Linked DNA regions of Ovis aries: region 1 is linked to region 2. A link is a contact called in public Hi-C data. All regions are on one chromosome and are shown on one strand. Each heading gives the region's core, a stretch centred on a gene start, on an enhancer-like site or on the middle of the called end of the contact. The rest is flanking DNA. Distances are from core to core; before and after follow the strand shown.

Region 1 (5,157 bases), core at 1,150-3,649, 60 kb before region 2:
CAGGGTTAATCTAATTTGAGCCTCCAGACCATGTTCAAGGTGATTCGTTTTATTCTTAAAAAAAAAAAACAAAAAAAAAACCACCTTAACCTGTCAGGTCTTGTTTAGAAACCTGAACATTCTGAAAATATTGACAAAGAGAGGGGGCTGCACCCAGGAGAAGATTCTCAGCGAGAGGGGTGATGTTAATCCAATGTGACAGGGGTATTTTTTTCTCTCAGGCCAGGAAAGCAGAGAGTGCAAATTGCTCTGCTGGGGGTCAGCCGGGCAGGGTGCAAGCTCAGGAAGCCATCTCTGGGGGCTGCTGTGTGTTGGGGGGCGTGTGCTGGGCTCCCCTCCCCCACTTCCCGGGAATGGTTTATCAGACAGCTCCATTTCCGAGGAATGGTTTATCAGACAGCTCTATCTTATTAATAGTCATAGCGTGTTGAAACCAGTGAATCTGGAGCATCAGAAATTCATTGTTGGTCCAATCTTGTCATTTCTCCAGTGGGCAAACTGAGGTCGGAGTAAAGGGGTGAGGCATTTATTCTGCCAACTGTCAGCCAATCAATATGAGTTAGAACCCTCATTATGAAGCTATTCTCCCACCAAGGTGACCAGGGATTTAGAAAGGCAGCTATGACTCCCTTTAGGACTTTGATTTGGATTCAAATCCTTGCTCTGTGGTTCAACGCAGGTTATTTAGGCTCTCTGAGCCTCGATTTCCCCAGTAAAATGAAGACAATAATCCCTAAATCCCTTAGAGTTGTTTGGAGAATTTAATAAGAGAAATGTCCATTTCGGTCTTTGGTTATATGAATAGACACGCAGACTCAGGGGAGCTTAACAGTTTACAAAAAAAAAAAAAAATCAATTGTAAGGACATGGGGATGGCTTACAGGTACTTACACAAAAGAAGTGAAAATATATGTCCACACAAAGAACTGTAGCTCTGTATTTATAGCAGCTATATCCATAATCACCCAGAGCAACTCAAATGTCCTTCAACTGGTTAACGTAGAAATAAACTGTGATGTATTCATTCAATGGAATACTTACTACTCAGCAACACAAAGGGAGGAATGGTGGGCACTTGCAACAATTGGATGAATCTCAAATGCACTGTGTTAAATGAGAGAAACCAGACTCAAAAGGGTGTCTATTGTCTGATTTCACTTACATGACATCCAGAAAAGACAAAAAATAGGAACAGTGATCAGTTAGCGGTTGCCAGGCACAGAGGAAGTGGGGAGAGAATTGCCAGGAAAAGGGCAGGGGGGAAATTTGGAGGCTGTTGGTGACGTTCTAAATCACAATTGTGATGTGGTAACAGGACAGTACATGTCTGTCAGCTCATTGAACTGTATACTCAAAAAGGTGAAATGGAAATGCATGTATAAATTGCAACTCAATAAATCTGACTTTTAAAAGTCAAACAAAAGCTAAAAAGCTGAGCTTCAGAAAAGACAAAACGTGAAGTGGTTTTAGGAATGAACCAGCGAATTTTACCATCATTTAGAACTTGTATCCGAGTTGGAAGATGCCAAGTCCCAGAAGAGCTTCTGATTGGCTGTGTTTGGGTCCCAGGCCCGCAATTAACTAGAGTTGGGCAGGGCCATTTGATTGACAGCCCCATCAAGCCCACAGAAAGGGGAGTTTCCCCAGAAGCAAACAAGCTGCAGCTACCAAGAAGGCTGCAACGGCAGGGACCTATAGCCTCGGGGTTCATTATCCTAGACGCTGAGCTCTGTCTTTGTAGGAACGTGGCCAAAGCTTCCATCTTCTGTGACGGTGGGATGCGGAGCTGGCAGACTACCCTCAGATGTGAAGGTTGGGTTTCAGACTGCCTGGGTCAAGCTGAGGGCTGCTTCAGACCTACAAGCCCTGGGTTCAGTCACTTGAGTGGCTCATCAAGCAGGCGGGAGAAACAAGTGGTGGTTCGTTCGAGCCACACAAGTGTTCAATTTAGCCGGACAAGCTCAGCCTCTGCCCTAGAGAGTCATTTATTTCCATGAAAGAGTGTTTGATTCTTATTGACTGAATGGGGTGTGTCAGGCAGACACAACCAATGACTCAGTCTAAGTGGGGGAGAAGCAGGGTAATGCTACAGAATCCAGTGGTTCATCTCCCAGGCCTCTGTAGCCCCAAATGGCCATGGTGGCTTCACCAGGCTCCCACACCAAGGCTGAACTCTCCTGGCATGAAGTCCCAGCCATATGGATTCCGAGTATGCACTTTGGAGCACTTGCTCTGCCCCTTCTGAGCTAGGTGACCTTGGGCAAATCACTTCACCTCTCTGACCCTCCTTTTAACACAGGAAAGGATTTTTCAAGCACTTTCTTAGATTTCACTGGGATTAAGTGCTCCAGAAACATTTAAAGACATAAATAGGATTGGGAAGTAAACAGAAACTCAGTGTACCCTTTTCAAAATTCCAAATTGCAGATGTGGAAACATTTGTGTATTTTGTCTTTACTCATGTGCTGTGCTCATGGGTTTGGTTTTGTAAGATTGTGCCAATATTGACAAAAGTTTTTTTTTTTTAAATAGACTGATTGTGGATTTTTTTTTTTTTTTGCAAATTTCTTTTCTTTTCTTTTTTTTTTTTTTCCTCAGTCTGTATTTTTTTCTACCTACTAGAATTTCTTTTGGAGTATTTCCATTTTTATAAAAACTCTATTCTAAATGTAAACAGGTTATTCTTTTCCTCTTGAAAAGTTAATCTTTAATTACCAAAGTGATACATAAAAATACTTCTCTACTTAAAAATTTTATCACCTTCCAGGGAATACTGAAATCACCTTTAATCACCACTTGTTGTTGTTTAGCCACTAAGTCGTATTCGATTCTTTTGCGAATCAATTAGATTCACCAGGCTCTTCTGCACATGGGATTTTCCAGGGGAGAATACCAGAGTGGATTGCCATTTCCTTATCCAGGGGATCTTCCTGACTCAGGGATCAAACCCTCATCTCCTGCACTGCAGGCAGATTCTTTGCCACTGAGCCACCTGGGAACCCTTTGATCACCACTACCGCCCCCTAATTATGGTCCTCATACTCCCCCCATCACCATCAGCAATTTGGAGAGAAATTTTCCAGACCTTCTTCTGTGTACTTCTGTTTACATATTTTACATATATTTACTTATTATTTTCATAAGAAATGAATAGTCTTGTGGAATCACATCCTAGATAATGTCCTGCAATTTCCTTTTTTTGCTCAACGTTGTGACTTGGAATTATTTTCATGTCCATACACAGAAGACTACCTCGTCTGGCTTTTAATTGTTGTATAATATTCCTCAGTTCAGTTCAGTTCAGTCGCTCAGTCGTGTCCGACTCTTTGCGACCCCATAAATCACAGCACACCAGGCCTCCCTGTCCATCACCAACTCCCGGAGTTCACTCAGACTCATGTCTATCGAGTCAATGATGCCATCCAGCCATCTCATCCTCTGTCGTCCCCTTCTCCTCCTGCCCTCAATCTCTCCAAGCATCAAAGTCTTTTCCAATGAGTCAGCTCTTCACATGAGGTGGCCAAAGTACTGGAGTTTCAGCTTTAGCATCATTCCTTCCAAAGAAATCCCAGGGCTGATCTCCTTCAGAATGGACTGGTTGGATCTCCTTGCAGTCCAAGGGACTCTCTAGAGTCTTCTCCAACACTACAGTTCAAAAGCATCAATTCTTTGGCGCTCAGCCTTCTTCACAGTCCAACTCTCATATCCATACATGACTACTGGAAAAACCATAGCCTTGACTAGACGGACCTTAGTTGGCAAAGTGATGTCTCCGCTTTTGAATATGCTGTCTAGGTTGATCATAACTTTTCTTCCAAGGAGTAAGTGTCTTTTAATTTCATGGCTGCAGTCACCATCTGCAGTGATTTTGGAGCCCCCCAAAATAAAGTCTGACACTGTTTCCACTGTTTCCCCATCTATTTCCCATGAAGTGATGGGATCGGATGCCATGATCTTCATTATCTACTGCCATATTAAAAAAACATGTTGAGACATAATTTACTCCCCAGAAAATTCTTCCATTTATAATGTTCAATTCAACTGTTTTTAGTATAGTCACATATTTGTGCAACCATCACCACAATCTGATTCTAGAACATTTCCTTCACCCCCCCACTCCACCAAAGAGACCCTGTACCCATTATTATCCACTCTTCCATTCCCCACTCCTCCCTTCGGTCCCTGACAACTACCACTTTCCCTTTCTACTGACTTGTCTGTCCTGTACATCTTATATAAATGGACTCATACTCTATGTAGACATCTGTGATTAACTTATTTTCCTTGAGTGTGATGGTTTGGTATTCACCCATGTTGTAGACACATCACTACTTCATTTTCTTAATTGTCAAATAATCAGTCACCCATTTCTGAATGTTTGTTCTCTATCAGGCATGGTGTTAATCCTCACAGAAAGCCTGAGAAGAAGTAAGCATGATTATTATCATACCCATTTTACAGATAAGGAAACTAGGGCTTGGAAGTGCTATGACTTAGCCAAGATCACAGAGGAAAGTATTGGTTTGCCCAAAAATTTCTTTGAGTTTTCCCATAACATCTTATAGAAAACCTGAACGAATTTTTTTTTGCCATCCCAATAACTGGCAGAGCTGGCTCTGAACCCAGGTCTGTGGAGCTCCCACTTACACACGTCAGTGCCGTGAAAAGAAGCAGGGAGGGAGTGAAAAGTGTCTCAAGGGCTCCATGGGTAGATCATAAAGTGCCTTTTACTCACAGGCTGCCTCTGGGTCACTGTCATGGCCGATGGTGATGGCCCCATGAGGCTGGACTATTAACCCAGTTCTGGATGCCCCCAGACCTTACCAACATCAGAGCTCTCTCGCCTTCTTGTGCAGCTTTTCTGACGTCTCCCTCTCTCTCAGCACCTCCCACCTCTAGTGTTTCTTCTCCCCAGTCCTAATGTCTCAGTGTCTAGCCTTTAGGGGCTGTTGCACAGGAAGGGTGTTACATCTTTGTTAGGACTGTATGTCAACTAAGTGATCACTGGTTGTGAGTAAGGGTCTGAGGCGGGTTTTCCCACGAGTAAAGTGTCTTGCTGCCTGAAATGAACAGGGATCGACTCCCCAAAAATCCTAAACTCTCCATTCCCTGGGGTGTCTGGAGAGTTAAGAACTGCAACCACATAATGGTGACAAT
Region 2 (4,983 bases), core at 359-2,858:
CAGAGAAAACCCACAACGATATTTCTCTTGCCCTGCCTCTTGCCTTCCATCCCCACCCCACCAGACTTATCTACCAAGTCCAAGTTCTCTGGCAAACAAAACAGCTCCCCCGAGGGGATGGGTGTTGGCCTCAGGGTTTTCCACAAGGGAAAACTGGAGAAGGTTCACCCTGTTCAAAACCTTCCAAGGCTCCCTGCTGCCTAGAGTCAGGGCTTTTTCCCCACCACCACAGATCCCTTGTGAAAGGCAAATCCTTCCTTGCAAACAGCACTCTACTGAGATTTACTCTGTGTCCAGCACTGGGCTAAGGCTTGACTTCACTGACCCCCCCATTAGACCCCATGAGGTAGGATCTATTATTAGCTCCAGGTCACTAAGTGAGAGCTTGGAACTGGGTCAGTCTCACTTTGAGCCACACAGTCTGAAACACCATGTTAATCTGTTTTTTTTGTTTGTTTGTTTCTTTTTGTTTTTCCCCCCACATTATTGTCTTCCTTCCTTCCTTTTTTTTTCTTTCTTGGAGTATAATTGCTTTACACTGCTGTGTTGGTTTCTGCTGTTCAACAAAGTGAATCAGCCATAAATACACATATTTTCCCTCCCTCCTGAGCCTCCCCCCCACCCCCCATTCCACCTCTCTAGATCATCACAGAGCACCGAGCTGAGCTCCCTGGGCTACACAGCAGCTTCCCACGAGCTGTCTGTTTTCTCACTGAGAGTTTATATAAGTCAGTGCTACTCTCCCAGTTTGTTCCACACTCCGTCCCTAGGTCCACATGTCTGTTCAGCATCTCTATTCCTGCCCTGCAAATAGGTTCGTCTGTACCATTTTTCTAGATCCCGTACATATGTGTTGATATGCGATATTTGTTTTTCTTGGTTTGGTTTTTGTAACTGTTTTCCAAGTGAAGTTCGACATAGTCCTTTAAAGGCACAGCAGGGAGCAGTAGAGCTGCTCTCATGCCTGGACTGCTAGGACTGCTAGACTTTTCCACCTCATCCCCCGAAGCAGCTCCCTCAACGGGCACTCAGCCACCAGATCCACCGTCCTCACAGGAGGGGCCCAGGAGGCAGAGACTTGTGGCTGCAGACCTTGGAGTCCGACCTGTGCTCTCTAGTTACCTGAGCTTAAGCTTTGGTTTTCTCACCTGCAAAATGGGGCTAAGGCCTTCCTGCTTTTTTAGGGTTTTAGTGAGGATTAGACGTGATCACTAATGTAAGGGTTCATCACCTGGGAGATGCTCCTTACATATCGCCTGCAGTTATTGGCCGTCTCTGTGGTTTGGGGTAGCCCCTTACCACCTCCTTCTGGCCTCCCTGGTGGCTCAGATGGTAAAGAATCTGCCAGCAATGTGGGAGATCTGGGTTCAGTCCCTGAGTTGGGATGATCCCCTGGAGAAGGGAATGGCGACCCACTCCAGTATTCTTGCCTGGAGAATTTCATGGACAGAAGGGCCTGGAGGGGCTAAAGACCACAGGGCTGCAAAGAGTCGGACACGACTGAGCAACTTTCACTTTCACCTTCTGGTCTTTCAACACCATAAATCAAGGGCCATGATCTCTAGAAAATGCTGTGACCCAGGAGCTGAGGCAGCTCTGACCCCTGCCGGGGACATGGCCACAGAGCCTCACTGGCTTTCCTTGCAGCTGTAGCATCCGGGCTGATGTAGGGAAGCATGGCTGTGAATAAATCTGTCAGTTTCCTGGATGCCCCCCATCTTCCCCACCCCTGTCGGGGACCCCTGCCTCATAGGAGGGCTGAAGCTAGCTGGCAGCAGAACCACATGTTGGCTGAGCTGCTAGGGAACTCTGTAATGAACTGTCCCTCAGGCTGGAGGCGTTAACCTTGCTGCCTGGGCCCTGGGGTTAACCCTTTCCCTTCACAGCCCCAGAGAAGCTAAGAGCAGAGCACATGTGAGGGAGGACCATATTGATTATCCCTTGCTGCCGAAGAAATTACCCGCACATTTAGCAGCTGGAAATAAATAACTAATAACATTCAGCTTCTGTGGCTCAGGAATCTGAATGTGGCGTCACTGGGAGGTTCTGGGTCAAGAGATTTCACAAGGCAGGAAGCAAGATGGCAGACACGTCAAGGCTTGACTCTGGGAGGATTGGATTCCACCCTCACTTGTGTAGCTGTTGGCCAGCTTCTGAAGAGCTATGACCCAGTTCACTCACACGTGCCTGTGCACGGAACTGCCTCGTGTCAAGGCAGCTGGGCTCCCCCCATACCTTCCCCTGCTCCGCCTCTGTGTAAGAGGTGAAGAGGGAGAAAGACAAGCATCCAAGCTGGAAGGCACAGACCTTTAATAACCCACCCTCTTCACCCACCACTTGTGATGCTATTGCAGGAAGGGGGATCCTTTCCTGGGCCGAGAGTGGACTCTTGTCTAACACTCGGAAATGAATTGTCTGAGGAGACACACGTGTTGACAGAGCAAGAGGCTTTATTGGGAAGGGTGGCCTGGGAGGGGGGCAGGAGGGTAAGGAGACCTAGGAGGACTCCTCTGCCACATGGCTTGCAGTCCTGGGTTTTATGGTGTTGGAGTTACTTTCTGGGTTGTCTCTGGCCAATCACTCTGACTCAGGGTCCTTCTTGGTGGTGCACACATTGCTCAGCCACGATGAATTCCAGTGAGGATTCTGGGAGGTGGTGGGACACGTGGTGTCTCCTTTGGACCTTTCCTGAACTCTTCCGGTTGGAGGTGGCTCCTTAGTTCCATGTTCCTTTCCAGTAACCCCTGTGGTAACATGTAAAATAACTCAGGCAAACAGTTACTATGGTGCCTGGCTAGGGTGGGCAGTTTCAGTCAGTGCGTTTCCCCTGCCAATGTTTCCTATTTCTTAGCTGTCAGTCAGTAAGCCCAGCCCACACTCGGGAGGGGAATTATATGAGGGTGGGAAAACCAGGAAGCCGGGCGTCACTGCGGACCATCTCACAAGGTGCCCACCTCAGAGGGGCCGCGGCTGGGACACACAGGTAGACCTAAGGCTGACTCACCTTCAGATGAACCTCTGCAGAGCTGGGAGTTGGCCTCGACTCCTCATTCCATCTATCGCCACATCCTGTTAATTCAAAATCCTAAATCGTTTCCGAATGTGACCACTCTGGACTGTAACGGCTCCAGTCAGGCCCGCATCATGTCTCACCAGGATGTCATAACTCCATCACCATCTCCTCACTGGTCCCCCTGTATCTATTCTGCCCCGCTCTGCCCCCACCATCCCTTCCACCATCACCTGTCCCTTCCTAATAGCATTCAGAGGAGTCAAAATGCAGACTTGATGCTGTCTGCCTTTGCTGAGAATGCTTCAGAGGCTCTCCGTGATCCTAAGCATGAGAATTCTCCACAGACAACAAGATTCTGCAGGGTCTGACTCGCCCTGGACCTCGACAGCCTCCCCTCACAGCACTGCTGGCTCCTCTCGAACAGGCCCTGTGCCCTCTTGACCCAGATTTCCCACACGCTGTTCCTCTTCCGGGAACACTTTTTTTTGTACCCTTCACCTAGTCAGACCCTCATTACCCTGGGGATATTGGCACAAGAGTCACTTCCTTGAAGAAGCTGACCCTGTCCAACCCTAACGGAGTTCAAGTCGTCTGTTGAAAACTCATCCTCTAGTTGTAGCGTGTTGCCGGCCCTCTGTGTCTTTATCTGATTGGTCGCTGTCTGTCCTTCCCCAAGACTCTAAGTGCCATGATGGCAGCCACCGAATCTGGTTTTGCTAGCTGCAACCATTGTGCCTGTCACCAGTGGGTGCTTAAGAAACATATATTTAAGGGACTTTCCTGGCAGTTCAGTGGTTAAGAATCTGCACTTCATTTGTAGGGGGTGCATAGGTTCGATCCCTGGTTGGGGAACTAAGATCTCGCATACCACTCGGTGCAGCCAAAACATAAAAAAAAAAAAAAAGAAAAAGAAAAGAAAAGAAACATAGAGAATTTTTTCTAAAACTTAAAGTCCTTGGGAAGATAAAACTACAATTTTAAAACAGAATTCATTAGAATCATAGAATTTTGAGGCTCAAAGGGGGTTCAGAAACTAGCCAGAGGAAATTAAGGCCCAGAGATGGGGAAGGGCTTTCTGGGCTGCAGAATGAGTGGAGACCGAGACAAGAAGACAGACCCCCGGATGACCCCCTCGCCTGCCACTTTCCATCTGCCACGAGCCCCACTAACCTCCTGCTGCTGCTGCTAAGTCACTTCAGTCGTGTCCAATTCTGTGTGACCCCGTAGATGGCAGCCTACCAGGCTCCCCCGACCCTGGGATTCTCCAGGCAAGAACACTGGAGTGGGTTGCCATTTCCTTCTCCAATGCACGAAAGTGAAGAGAAAGTGAAGTTACTCAGTTGTCTCCGACTCTTAGCGACCCTATGGACTGCAGCCCACCAGGCTCTTCCGTCCATGGGATTCTCCAGGCAAGAGTACTGGAGTGGGGTGCCATTGCCTTCTCCGCACTAACCTCCTTTTACCACCTAAACTTCACCAATGGCCCCTGATAAACACTAACATATCACCTCCATCAGTCCTAAGACTCGGCACAAAAACTCCAGAAGCTGCTGACAAAGCCTCCCTTCAGGTAAATTCTTTTCTTAGCTCTGCAACTACCAATTCCAAAGATGCACAGCCAGTCTGAAAACAGCCATTTCACCCCACGTCAAGAACAAGCCCTGCCTTTGAAAATTCTCCATTTGAGGCATTCTCCATTCCTCGCAAGTGGAGCTTTTGACCTTTTGATTTGGCCAGGACCTAAGAGGTTCTGGGCCAATTCCAAAAGGGAAACTGAGGCCAGAGAAGGGCAGAGACTTTCGCAAGGTCACTCAGGGAACCAGTGACAGGGTGAGGACCAGAACCCAGGCCTCTCCACTCTCTGGCCAGTGGCCCCTGTGTCTCTACAGTAGGCTGCAAGGAGTTGGACTGGATTAACTTAAGGGTACTTACAGGCTCTGATCTGAGGCTAATAGATTCTTCTTTGAACA

The links. Hi-C and Micro-C count contacts between places; a contact is called where the count stands out from the background.
Region 1: a Hi-C map of liver shows a contact between it and region 2, with 2.9 times the contacts expected there. The contact joins two enhancer-like sites. A contact is called at or near these places in 6 of 16 Hi-C or Micro-C datasets (liver, mixed tissues, muscle and 3 more).

What each region holds. Positions count from the first base shown.
Region 1 is chr13:67,035,268-67,040,424 of ARS-UI_Ramb_v3.0, reverse strand. No RefSeq gene overlaps it. Among named protein-coding and RNA genes, the nearest start is that of TGM2, 7.9 kb to the right of the region's middle. Within about 2 kb of position 2,399, at least 4 of the 54 cell types and tissues checked have an H3K27ac peak or open chromatin away from gene starts, as enhancers often do. A contact at or near this core is called in liver, where this site is marked.
Region 2 is chr13:66,974,291-66,979,273 of ARS-UI_Ramb_v3.0, reverse strand. LOC105606890 (a long non-coding RNA gene) reads right to left here. Exons shown (of 4, transcript XR_009595966.1): 2 at 4,946-4,983; 3 at 3,005-3,069; 4 at 2,431-2,744. Among named protein-coding and RNA genes, the nearest start is that of TGM2, 53 kb to the left of the region's middle. Within about 2 kb of position 1,608, at least 8 of the 54 cell types and tissues checked have an H3K27ac peak or open chromatin away from gene starts, as enhancers often do. A contact at or near this core is called in liver, where this site is marked.